Linked DNA regions of Sus scrofa: regions 1 and 2 are each linked to region 3. Evidence: chromatin contacts called from public Hi-C and HiChIP or PLAC-seq data. All regions are on one chromosome and are shown on one strand. The core of a region is the stretch at or near the end of the contact, and the rest is flanking DNA. Distances in the headings are between cores, read along the strand shown.

Region 1 (3,346 bases), core at 156-2,655, 460 kb after region 3:
CAAAATGGAGTAACTGCAGTTCAAGTATTCAAAACGGAGCTAGGTGGCCACTGTGGTTTTAGACACATTCCTGCATTACTGAGAACCTGAATTTTCTGAACTATATTGTACCCTAGGATACCACCAACCGTTCTCAAAACAATATGCTAGCAGTTGCCAGCTGCAATTCTATGGTATCAAGGTCTCCCCTTATAACTATGCAACCATACTGAACAAGTAACCCTTACTTAACAAGCACCCTTAATTCTCACCAGCTGCAGTTATAACTCTTCACAAACAACTTACGTAACTTTGCAGTATTCGCTGTTATAAGCCTCCCTCATTGTGCAGTCTGATAGAACACAATTTAAGTGCTTTAATCTGTGTCTCCTGGGCTACAGCCCTCAGCTTGGCTCAAATAAAACTCTTTTCTATTCCTAGTATAGGCCATTTATTGATTATTTCCCTCTACAGGGACTAGAATAACCCTGCGACAATATCACCACTTAGGAACCAAGCTGAAGAAATAAGAGGAAAAAAAAAGCTGTTTGAAAGTTAAATACAATTTAGAACGGGAAAGGGCATCATAAAAGGCAAGGAAGGATAAAATATCCCGAAGACAGAAAGGGCCACTAAATTTGACAAACAAGCAGCTACTGATCTAGCAAAAGAACTATTATTAATAATAATAGTGTGAGATGCTCAGGGGACGTGAACAAAGGGTTAATGTGGGGAAAAGCTCACACCCTTCCAACTCCTCTGGAAGTAAGATTTCACGCTCCTTAACTTTCTTGATACACTGAATTACCACGGTCTGAATGAAACAGTAAATATGAGGAAATATATGTGCCATTTTAGATTTCAACCTTATTTCTATCCGAATAATTTTAGGCAGACAGCTAACAGGACATATAAGAATAACTGTTCTAATAAATCACACCTGAAACGTTCCTTTTGCTTCTCAAAGTGCCTTACCTCCCAGAATCATCAAAACAGACATCTGTGTGTCCCTCTGTGTGTCCATATCTCATAGGCTTCTGTGTGGCAGGCATCTTTTCCTTTACCTACCTGAAAATGTTTTATAAAAGCTAGTGTTATTTTAAAGCGGCAAGAAGAGAGGTTAGTCTCCTCCCGGACACACCTCGGCAGCCCCTTTTCCCCCACCCGAGGGGCAGAAACAGGATACAGGAGAGGCTTGTAAGACACTAAGCCAAGAAAAAGACACGCTTCTCCTCCATGGGCCGCACGGACGCTGACTGCAGGGAGGAAAACTCACCCAGCAGACCGGACCCCTGCGACTGTGAAAAGCCAGAAGCCAGCGCGCTCAGGGCCGCTTCCCGCGCTTGGCGTGATCGCATACGGCGCCTGCGCCAGTCCGCCCACGCCCAGCGCGGGTCTGGACCCAGGTCGCCGAGCGGTGGCGTCAGCGGCGCGCCGGCCGCCTGGGAAAAAGCCGGTTGCTGGGGGAGTGAGGAAGAAAGGGAGGGAGCCGAATACGGAAGTGGTGGCATCGCTGGGAGAGCGGGTGGAGGCAGTGACGGCGATATCGAAGATGAGAACCCAGCGCCGAGGGATAGAGGCTTGCAGACCGGCATCCGCCTTCTAGGACCTACAGGAGGTGCTGGAGTGGGTGGGCCTCACTCCTCCCCCTCAGCGAGCACCCAGAGTGATGGCGGTGCTGATGGCGGCAGTTACTCGGACAGCCCTAGTTAAACTGCACTCCGAGAGGTGAGAGGGGGAAGGGTGATTGCTGCCTGGCAGTGCCCGTCGGGGTCTGCTTCTACTTGCTAAGCGCTTCTCACAGGCAACCATATCCCGGTCCCTTAATGGGTCCAGCCCCTCCTTGCGACCCGGCTAGGGAACGAGATCTTTGGGCATGTTCTTTGGAGAAGAGGTAGGCGAGATCCTTCTCTAGCCTTCAATCTTGGCATTCTTCGCTCCTTCACCTTGTCATTTCTATATAGATAAAAGAGAGAAGAGTTAATCTCAGTTCATGGTTCCTGGAGGTCTGGCATGTACATTAATGCTTATTCTTTAGGACATTTCATATGCATCCCTTAAAAAGAAACTCAGGTTTCCGTATTCAGACCCTTCCTAAAGTTCACTGAAGTTCATTTTCAGATTAAAAAAAAAAGCAGCAGCAGCAGCACTGGAACTAGAGTATTTTGTTGAATACTTGGTTCGATCCTTGCGGTCTTTGCTAAGCTCTTGGCCATTCAGTTTATGCTGTCCTTGTGTCTTCACGTTCTCCATGTTGGGAAACCAGTCTTTGATGAAAACCTTCACAATGACATTTTTGTGTGGTACCCACCTTCTGGTCTCAATCGGACGTTGTTTATGACGTAAGTGGAACGTTTTTCTATTGTAGAGATTTTTCCCATTGTTTTTCAGTCTAGTTCCTTTGGGAAAAGTTGCAAACGCACATTTAGACAAACCGTGGTATTGTTCTTAATGAGGCGGCATTGTGAAAGGTGTTGTTTTGAGTACTAGGGCTCCAAGTAGGCTTGCCAGACACTGAGGTTTGACATATGAATGAAGATGAAGAGTGATTGGCTGAAAAAGAACTTGGGGTTTGTGGAAAAATAACCAACCTATTGTTGATTTCCCACAAGAGCAAAAGATATTCTGAGATTATTTTTTCCGAGTGAGTTAATTTTATTTGGAGATCATTCGTTGTCTAGATAGACTGATTTTAGATCTAATTTTTTTTAATCCGAGTCAATATCATCAGATAGACTAGGGGTTCAAGGCGAACTCTGATAGTATGTCCAGTAAATCTTCATGAAATGTCAGTGTAGTGCTTTTCAGAGCTAAGCATAAGCAGAATCTGCATATTTGGAACTAAAGTTATAGCTATAAAATGCCCTAACTATAAAATCTGTAACACCATGTGACTTTAAAATTATGAATGGTGTCCACATTGCTTTCACTCTGCCTTAGCAACCGAGCTGTTTTATTCATAGGTTTAACAAATTTCACAGGTATGGAAATTAACACACACGTTCAATGATCTTGAGCTTTAGAAATGACCTTGAATATATGCTTCTTTACTTTTTTGGAATGTCAGTTTCTTCTCTAAAATGTAGGTTACCTTTATAGAATTGATAAAGTATATAGTAGATACTCATGCATGAATAAAAGTAATTGTCATGTGTTATTAATGAGGTATTTTGGGTGGGCATTTAACGGTTTCATTTAAAATGGAGTTGTTGGAATCATTATCCAGTAAAAATTTTTAAAAGACAGATTTTAATGTCTTCAGTGAATTCATCATCTTGTTGAGGGAAACAGACATTCAAACAATATGTACAAGACAGTAGTGTGGTAATGAAATGTATATAACATATCTTAGCAAAATTGCCTGGTT
Region 2 (3,690 bases), core at 496-2,995, 490 kb after region 3:
CATGCTCAGTTATTGACTGGGAACATAGGAAGAGCTGGAGGCTGTTGCTCACTCTGATACACATGACCAGGACTAGAATGAGGTGAGTGAAGCACTCAATGTGGACACAAAATTTTTTCGACCAAAAGACAGTGATGAATTTTTTTTGTGCAACATTTAAGAATCAAAAGAAGGAGTTCCCATTGTGGCGCAGTGGTTAACGAATCAGACTAGGAACCATGAGGTTGCGGGTTCGGTCCCTGCCCTTGCTCAGTGGGTTAATGATCCGGCGTTGCCGTGAGCTGTGGTGTAGGTTGCAGATGCGGCTCGAATCCCGCGTTGCTGTGGCTCTGGTGTAGGCCGGTGGCTACAGCTCCGATTCGACCCCTAGCCTGGGAACCTCCATATGCCGTGGGAGCGGCCCAAGAAATGGCAAAAAGAAAAGCCCAAGAAATGGCAAAAAGACAAAAAGAAAAAAAAAGAAATTTACAGTAGGAGTTCCCTTCCAGGTGCAGTGGTTAACGAATCAGACTAGGAACCATGAGGTTGCTGGTTTGGTCCCTGGCCTTGCCCGCCTTGCCAAGTGGGTTAATGATCCGGCGTTGCCATGAGCTGTGGTGTAGGTTGCGGACGCGGCTCGGATCCCGCATTGCTATGGCTGTGGTATAGGCCCCCGCATTGCTGTAGCTGTGGTGTAGGCCGGCGGCTACAGCTCCGATTCGACCCCTAGCCTGGGAACCTCCACATGCCGCGGGAGCCGCCCTAGAAAAGGCAAAAAGACAAAAAAAAAAAAAAAAAAAAAGAAAAGAAAAGAAATTTACAGTAAAATGTCCCTTCAACATCTTACGCAAAGAAGCAAAAAGTTGTAAAAATATCGCATACTTGTAATTTTTACATGTAAAATACATGTACGTTTTATATGTGTTTTGCCCATAGTTATGCAAAATTATTACCACATAGCTATATATATATATACCACATAGCTATATATAGCTGGTAATCTTCATTACCAGCTAGCTAGCAGGTTCCTTGATGGTGGGGCCACGTGTCAATCATCTTTTGGGTGTGACAGAGTAGGTATTTAAAGGTATATTCGAAAGTGGACAAGTGGAGTGAGACTCTCCGCGTAGCAGCGGGTTAAGGAACCGGCATTGTCAATGCTGCTGCTTAGGTCGCTGCTCTGGCTCAGCAGGTTCTACCCCTGGCCCAGGAACTTCCACATGCCAGGCGTGGCAAAAAAAAAAAAGTAAGGACAATACTAAATGAGAAAAATCTACAAAGACATCCGTTGTTTCTGTAGTTAGTATCAATTTGTCAAGCTATTTATAAACAAAATTTTTTTTGTCTTCCCCTTCCCGTATGGTTGCTTTAGCTCTCCCCAGTTTTGGTCAAATGATCCATGTCCAGAGATTAGGCTGCTTTCACACCTAGCCAGCTGTGGCTCTAGAGACCACCAGCTGTAGGGAATCCAGAACCTGCCTTCAAGCCTCTCCAGGAGACAAGTTAGCAATTTCAGCCAGACTGCTCAGAACGTCACCGGCCCCTAGCGTTTCCTCCAGATTGCCCAAAACTCCGGAAAACCCAGAGCTTTCCTCTAGCCCAACTGGAGGAAAGAGCCGCCCTAGGGCAAGCACAAGGGGCAGGGGGCCGCGGGGGCCTGGACGGCCGCAGTGCTACCGGGCCCCTCTAGGGGGCGCGCGCGGCCGGCCCGACCCAGCCGAGCCGACCCGAGGGAAGGCGGAGCGCGGGCGGGGGCTACGCGCTCGGAGCTCGACGCTTCCTGTTCCGGCGCCAGGAGGAGCCGCGCGCTGCTGGTGCTGCTGGTGCTGCCGCCCCCGCCGCCGTCGCCGCTGCCGTCAGTAGGGTTGCGCTCGGTTCTTCAGCGCCAAGTTCCTGCGGACCCATCGCCACTTCTAGACCTTTCCGCGGGCTCGGATCTTGTCGGGTGAGACTGCTTGGGCACTAGCGGAATCGTGGAGGAGAGCGAGGGATCACGCCCAAGCGGGAGGCGGGAGCGGTAACGGAGGTGACTGGAGTAGCTTCTTGGGGGATGGAGGGCTAAGGCTTTCCCCCCGTCATCCTGCTCCCGGCAGCGGGCTGATCTCCGGATCGCCCCCCGGGAGGAGGTGTGGGAGGCGGGTGACGTCGCTCGGGACGGGTTTCTCCGTGCTTGACGTCAGGCTTGGCTGGGGGGCGGGGCGGGGAGCGGGCCTGGCCCCTCCCCCACCCCTTCCCGGGCGGGCACGACCCCTCCCCCATCCCTTCCCGGGCGGGCACGACCCGCTCGCTAGCCGGTTAGCTCCGGTTGATCCCGGACTCCTTTTGTTCGTCTGGCCCTAAAGGGCTGCGGGCCTCGAGCCCCTTGGCCCAGCCCGCCTCCCTCATTCATTACTTCTACTGAAAGGGAGAGGCAGGCCCGATTCTTGGAGGCGTCCTTGGAGCTAATTGAGATTATTCGCAGTGTAACATTCTGGTCGGTATTTCTAGAGCAATTGAAAGCAATTAGAGGAACACCCGTGACAGAAACTATGAGAAGTCCTCAGTTTTGTAATACTCCCCATTTTTAGGATTTAGGAGCGCTTGGTAGCTTTGGACCGTTTTCTTTTAAAAACCAAGAGTAATACTTTTAATAAATATAGATTCTACTGTTGAAGAATCAAACCGTACCCACCTGACCGGAAAAAAGTTTCTAGCATTGCTAGTAAAGAAATACACACTCAGACACCTAGTGGTTCTGAGCGCCTGTTTTGAAAACTAACTCTCATTACATGCGAAGGTAGCCTTAAGAAATCTTACAAAAGTTCTTTTGTTCAGGAGTGTTCATGGGGCAGGAAGAATAGAAATTTTCCTTGCTGCTGGCATTTCTGAACCTCCTGGTCATAACTAGGTTGTCTCCAACTTGTATATACCGGCGTGTTCTTCTCCTCTTTCCAGGAGGAACAGAGCCAATCGCCTAATCGAAATCTTTGGGATCAGTATGTTTTGGAATTCAGAAATCTTTGGATTTTTATCTTTAGAATTTAGAAAGACAATAAGGTGCATAGATGAGAGATCACTCCAGCAGAGTCTGGGCAGCACCCTAATCCATTATTAACATTTGTGCAGATATAGGTAGGAATTAATGAAAATGAGAAATAACGTCAGGTCAGATTTTTGCCACCAAGTAAGGTGTACACCGAACTTGGGAGCATTTCTTTCATTTTTAGAGGTTTCTGAATTGAGAACTACAGATAAGGTTTGTGGACCTATGGTAGCAGTTGTAAAAGCTGAGTTTTGCTGTGTGCCAGACAGTGACCAAGAGGTGTGTTTATTATGCAGGTCTCAATAAATCTGAGTGAGAGTGGGCGCTATTCCAGTCTGCTTTCACCTCTTAGGTTTGCAAAGTTCAGCTTGTCCAGAACCTGCCAGGGGAGAACTGCAATGTTATCTAGTCAGTCATACTTCTGGTGTTTTAACCATATGGAATTCGCCCATGTACCACGGAACGCAAGATAGTATATTTTCCAAGCACTTTTGTTATAGGCACTGGATTTACCAGTCCCATTTAGTCTGTCACATTACCAGCCCATTCTTTTAGTTGAAGTAACAGGTTCATTCAGATGAGCTGACAGACATTCGCACCTTGGTCTGGATACTGCTAAGGCTTACGTCTTCCCCTCTCTATATTCCCACCATTCTGAACTGCTTACATGTCCTTCCCACATCTCTCTT
Region 3 (3,923 bases), core at 537-3,036:
TGTTTTTTAGTTTTACTGTTCACTTGGTTACCTGAAGGAGACAAAAAATAAGTTAACGAAACTGATTTTTTTCCACTTTCTTAAAAAAAAAATCACTCTTGGTGGCTTCCAAAAGCCCCAGGTGGAGAACTGCTTTGGCTGCGGTTGATATCAAGGTATGTATGGAGATCTGACATTCTCTAAAACTTCTCCCCATTTCCTGATAAAAGTTATTAATAGGGACTAGCTAGTGAGGGTGATGTCTTGGAAAAAATATGTCATACTTCTCTGCCTCTGTAAAACAAAATTAAAATATTGACTCTAGAATTCTTGCTTTTAGGGCACAATATTCATTGAATTATGAAGATACCTTTACTGGCTGGTTAATAATTAGCCAAAGAAAATTATTCACACACCCTATCTTAATGGTGACACCTAAATTTTTGCAACTCCACAATTCCTTTCAATACCCCCGACAGATGGTTAGGCACTGTTACATGTCTGACAGGAACTAAACGGTGCAAAAACTAGGTTTGAGGAAGGAAGGAAGGATTGAAAATCTAGGGACATATGCTGGAGTTAAAGAAGGAAGTGTTAATCAGTAGAATATCTCAGATACTTTATCTTAAAAAAAAATCCGTATTAGCAAAAAGGAATGGATATATATGTATATAAATACATATAAATGTATATGTGTGATTTACTTTGCTCTATGCCTGAAATTAACAACTTTTAAGTCAAGTATACTCCAATAATTAAAAAAAAAATACTATATTAACAAGAGCAGGGAGGGCCAGGTTTGAGGCATGCGTTTCACTAATTTCTCAGTACTCATAAACAAAACCTCAAGGTGCTGGAGAAATGCTCGAAAATACGGATAGCAAGGATTTGGTTATCAAGTCTACCTGTGAATAATCAATTAAAGTTAGAAGACAAAGCGATTTTCAGGTGTTAGTGTATTTTTGACCCATCCTCTATTACCGGAGGGCGCTTTCCCAGCTCTCTCTGTGCCGTCTGGCTTCGGCTCCGCAGCCCCATCCCCATCCCCCTCCTTTTCTGCGCGGCCAGGACCTAAGAAGCCCCTGCCGGGCCTCGGCCTCGCGCACTCAGCAGGTCCAGGTAAAGGCTGCCCAGCCCGGTGACTCAGACGCGCTGACAGGTGGCCTCGTCTGCCTCCTTGCCGCCCGGGGAGGCGCTCGTCTCCGCTCAAGGTCCGCAGCTGCAGCCCGCGCGCCAGACGTAGCTCGCCGGCTGGCCCCAGAAGTCTGGCGGCTTCCCCAGGGGAGAGCGGCGCAGGAGCAAAGGGCATCCAAGGCCCGACCCAGGAGAGGGGTGAGCTTCCCGGCACTTTTCGCGCTCCTGGGACACGGGCCGCACGGAGCCCGGTGCCTAGGCACGTCCAGCGTTGCATACCGCCCCTCCGCCTCCTCCGCTCTTCGGGTCCGCGAACCCCGGAACCCTTCCACGCCCCTAGCGCTGGTGACCCCAGGACCCTGCCACTCCCGGGCCCCAGTAAGGGCAAGGGGTCACCCGAGTCGGCGAACCACATTCCCAAGGACGAGCAGCCTGTGGCAGCACCGACTCCGCTGCAGCGCCCTCCAAGTCCCCTTCCGCCTGCTCTCCAGCTGCTCCAGCGCCCCAACCCCTCCAGAACTCGCGGGCGGTCGAGGGGAGGAATTCACTTGGACCCCTCCCCTTCTCCAAACTTCTTCCCTCCCCCCGCTGTTCCTCCAACCCTACCCCACTGCGCCATCCGGCTCCTCCCTCTTCGATCCCCTCCCCTTTTCTGGTCCCCGCTAAGGAATCCGCCCCCCACCCTCGCCGCCGGCCGGGTCCGGGGATCCTCCCCCGACTCCCCCAGTGTGCAGCCGCCGCCGCCCGGGTTCCTCTCCCCCCGCTCGGGCGCTCCCTGCCAAGCCCATGATGTAATGGTGTATGTTAATCAGTAGCATGTGGGGAGCTCCGGCTCCGGCGGCTCAGTCCTCCGCCAGCCGACACTGGAGACAGCAGGAGCGGCGGCTGGGACCCGCAGCGCTGCGCTCTCTCAGCGCCGCCCGCTCCGACGGCATGGCCCGCAGCCCGCGCTTCGGGCGTCCCCAACCTCGCTGAGAGTTGCCGCGGTCCCGGACCCGCGCTTGGGGCCCCGAGCCGCCGAGATGAACCGCTCCGAGGTGAGCGCCCTCTCTCATTTGCCCCAGGGAGGGGACCCGCGGGGCCCTAGGTCCTTTTCCCGGGGGACGTGCCCCCTCCGCTCGGGAAGTTCTGGGAGCGGGGAAACCGGATGCTGGGAGTGAGCCGCCCCTCAAGGGTTGGCTGAGTTGCTAGTCCCTCTTCGCCGCCGCCGCCGCCGCCACCCCCGGCGGCCACCCGGACTGGTTTAGGACTGGGGGAGCCCTCGAAACCGAACTTTTCTTCTTGTCAGTCGTTTGGGGGCGTGTGCCAGCGTCGTGGAGCCGCAGTCCCTGCCGAGCCACCCTGCCCACCAGGGGAGGCAGTGCTGTGGGCTCCGGCAGACCCGCGCTCGGCATGCGCTCGTGTCTGTGCCGCCTTCGGCCTGGGACGCGCGGGCGAGGCATTGGGCCGGACAGACCCGCCCGTAGGCGGCGGCAGCGGGGGCAGGATGCCTACAGCACACACACACGTACATACTCACATACACACAGACGCACACGCACGCACTCATTTGATCGTTCAGGGCGAAGTAGGCCCTCGGAGACATCCCGGGTGGGCTGGAGCGGCACGGCGCGGGGGAGCCGGGGCTCCGGCTGAGCCTCCGCCCGCTGGGCTCGGAGCTTTGGGTGGGGAGAGTTTATTTTTGTCTTGAGCTGCTGCCGCGGCCGCTCACGGCCTAAATCCAGAGGGGCGCCTGGCGGTGGAGATGCTGGCTGTTGCTGTAGATGGAGCTGCAGCCGTTCGGCTGCTTCTCCGGGAGGAGGAGGAGGTGGTGGCGAAGGGGAGGGGGGGAGGGGGAATAAGAGGAGGAGGAGGAGGAGGAGGAGGAAGGAACTCTGGCTGCTGCTGCTTCAGCCTCTGCTTTGCATTAGCTCCCACCCCCACCCCCGCGCCCCTTCGCAGCCGCATTGCAAGTTTTCTGCTCGAGGAAGATCTGTTGCTGGTGCGGGCTTTCGCAAGCACAGCCCCCAAGGCCACTCCGGGTGGGGTGTGTGGGGAGCACTAGGCATTCGCATCAGCAGCAACAGGAAGCCTTGGGGTCTCCTCACGCACCTGGGAAGGAGGCTTCTTGCCATTCCCAGAAGGGGAATAGCTCATCTCCAGCATCCGGGTGTGGAGGGGCAGCCGGATTTGGGGGACCAAACCCCCCTCGGGGCGCCCCCCTCCATCCCCTCCCGAGCGCGCTCCCTCGCTGGCCGAGGTCTCATTGCAGCCCTTTCTCTCCTTCCAGTGGTGATCGCCGCTCGGGAATGCGGGTGTGAAGGGTCCGAGCTGCCGCCCAGCGGGGAAGAGACCCCCCCGGACGCCGGAAATCACCATCCCGAAGCCGCGAGAAGGGTGGGGGGGAAAGAGAGCATTCATTCAGTTTGTGTGCCTTGTGGGGAAAAATTTTTTTAATCGCTATTTTTTTAAAAAGAAACATTTCCGTGCTACTGTCTGTCATCATCTCTGGGGGAAATCAGCCAGAATCACCGGAACGTAACTGAAACCAGACGAGAGAGGCAGGAGCCGAGGCAATACCTGCAGCGTCCGGGCACCAGAGCCACCTTGGAACCGGAACGCGTCTCGGGCGGCCGCGGGGCTGCGGCTCCGCCAAACTTTGGGGCGGGCGGGGCGGGCTGGGGCGCCCAGGGGGCTTTGTAGACCGAGGGCCGCCCCCTAACCATGATGTTTCGCGACCAGGTCGGGGTGCTGGCGGGCTGGTTTAAGGGCTGGAACGAGTGCGAGCAGACTGTTGCTCTGCTGTCGCTGCTCAAGCGCGTGAGCCAGAC

What was found. A called contact is a pair of places that touch in the nucleus more often than the background predicts. HiChIP or PLAC-seq counts read pairs in DNA pulled down with a chosen protein or histone mark.
Region 1: a contact with region 3 is called in a Hi-C map of embryonic fibroblasts, with 2.2 times the contacts expected there. The contact joins the promoter of SOCS4 here to the promoter of SAMD4A in region 3. A contact is called at or near these places in 1 of 5 promoter capture datasets (fetal skeletal muscle), 2 of 47 Hi-C or Micro-C datasets (embryonic fibroblasts and fetal skeletal muscle) and 1 of 2 datasets of contacts at active chromatin or transcription factors (alveolar macrophages).
Region 2: an H3K27ac HiChIP or PLAC-seq map of alveolar macrophages shows a contact between it and region 3. The contact joins the promoter of MAPK1IP1L here to the promoter of SAMD4A in region 3. A contact is called at or near these places in 3 of 47 Hi-C or Micro-C datasets (embryonic fibroblasts, heart right ventricle and skeletal muscle) and 2 of 2 datasets of contacts at active chromatin or transcription factors (alveolar macrophages and skeletal muscle).

The regions. Positions count from the first base shown.
Region 1 is chr1:184,377,612-184,380,957 of Sscrofa11.1, forward strand. It overlaps SOCS4 (suppressor of cytokine signaling 4), which reads left to right and starts at 1,406. Exons shown (of 2, transcript NM_001162889.1): 1 at 1,406-1,707. It overlaps WDHD1 (WD repeat and HMG-box DNA-binding protein 1), which reads right to left and starts at 1,363. Exons shown (of 26, transcript XM_021102265.1): 1 at 1,256-1,363; 2 at 955-1,047. The coding sequence starts at 1,031.
Region 2 is chr1:184,399,599-184,403,288 of Sscrofa11.1, forward strand. MAPK1IP1L (MAPK-interacting and spindle-stabilizing protein-like) reads left to right here and starts at 1,746. Exons shown (of 4, transcript XM_021102280.1): 1 at 1,746-2,005. The region is part of intron 2 of LOC110262207 (a long non-coding RNA gene); the gene reads right to left.
Region 3 is chr1:183,913,551-183,917,473 of Sscrofa11.1, forward strand. SAMD4A (protein Smaug homolog 1) reads left to right here and starts at 1,787. Exons shown (of 13, transcript XM_021102232.1): 1 at 1,787-2,150; 2 at 3,383-3,923. The coding sequence starts at 3,817.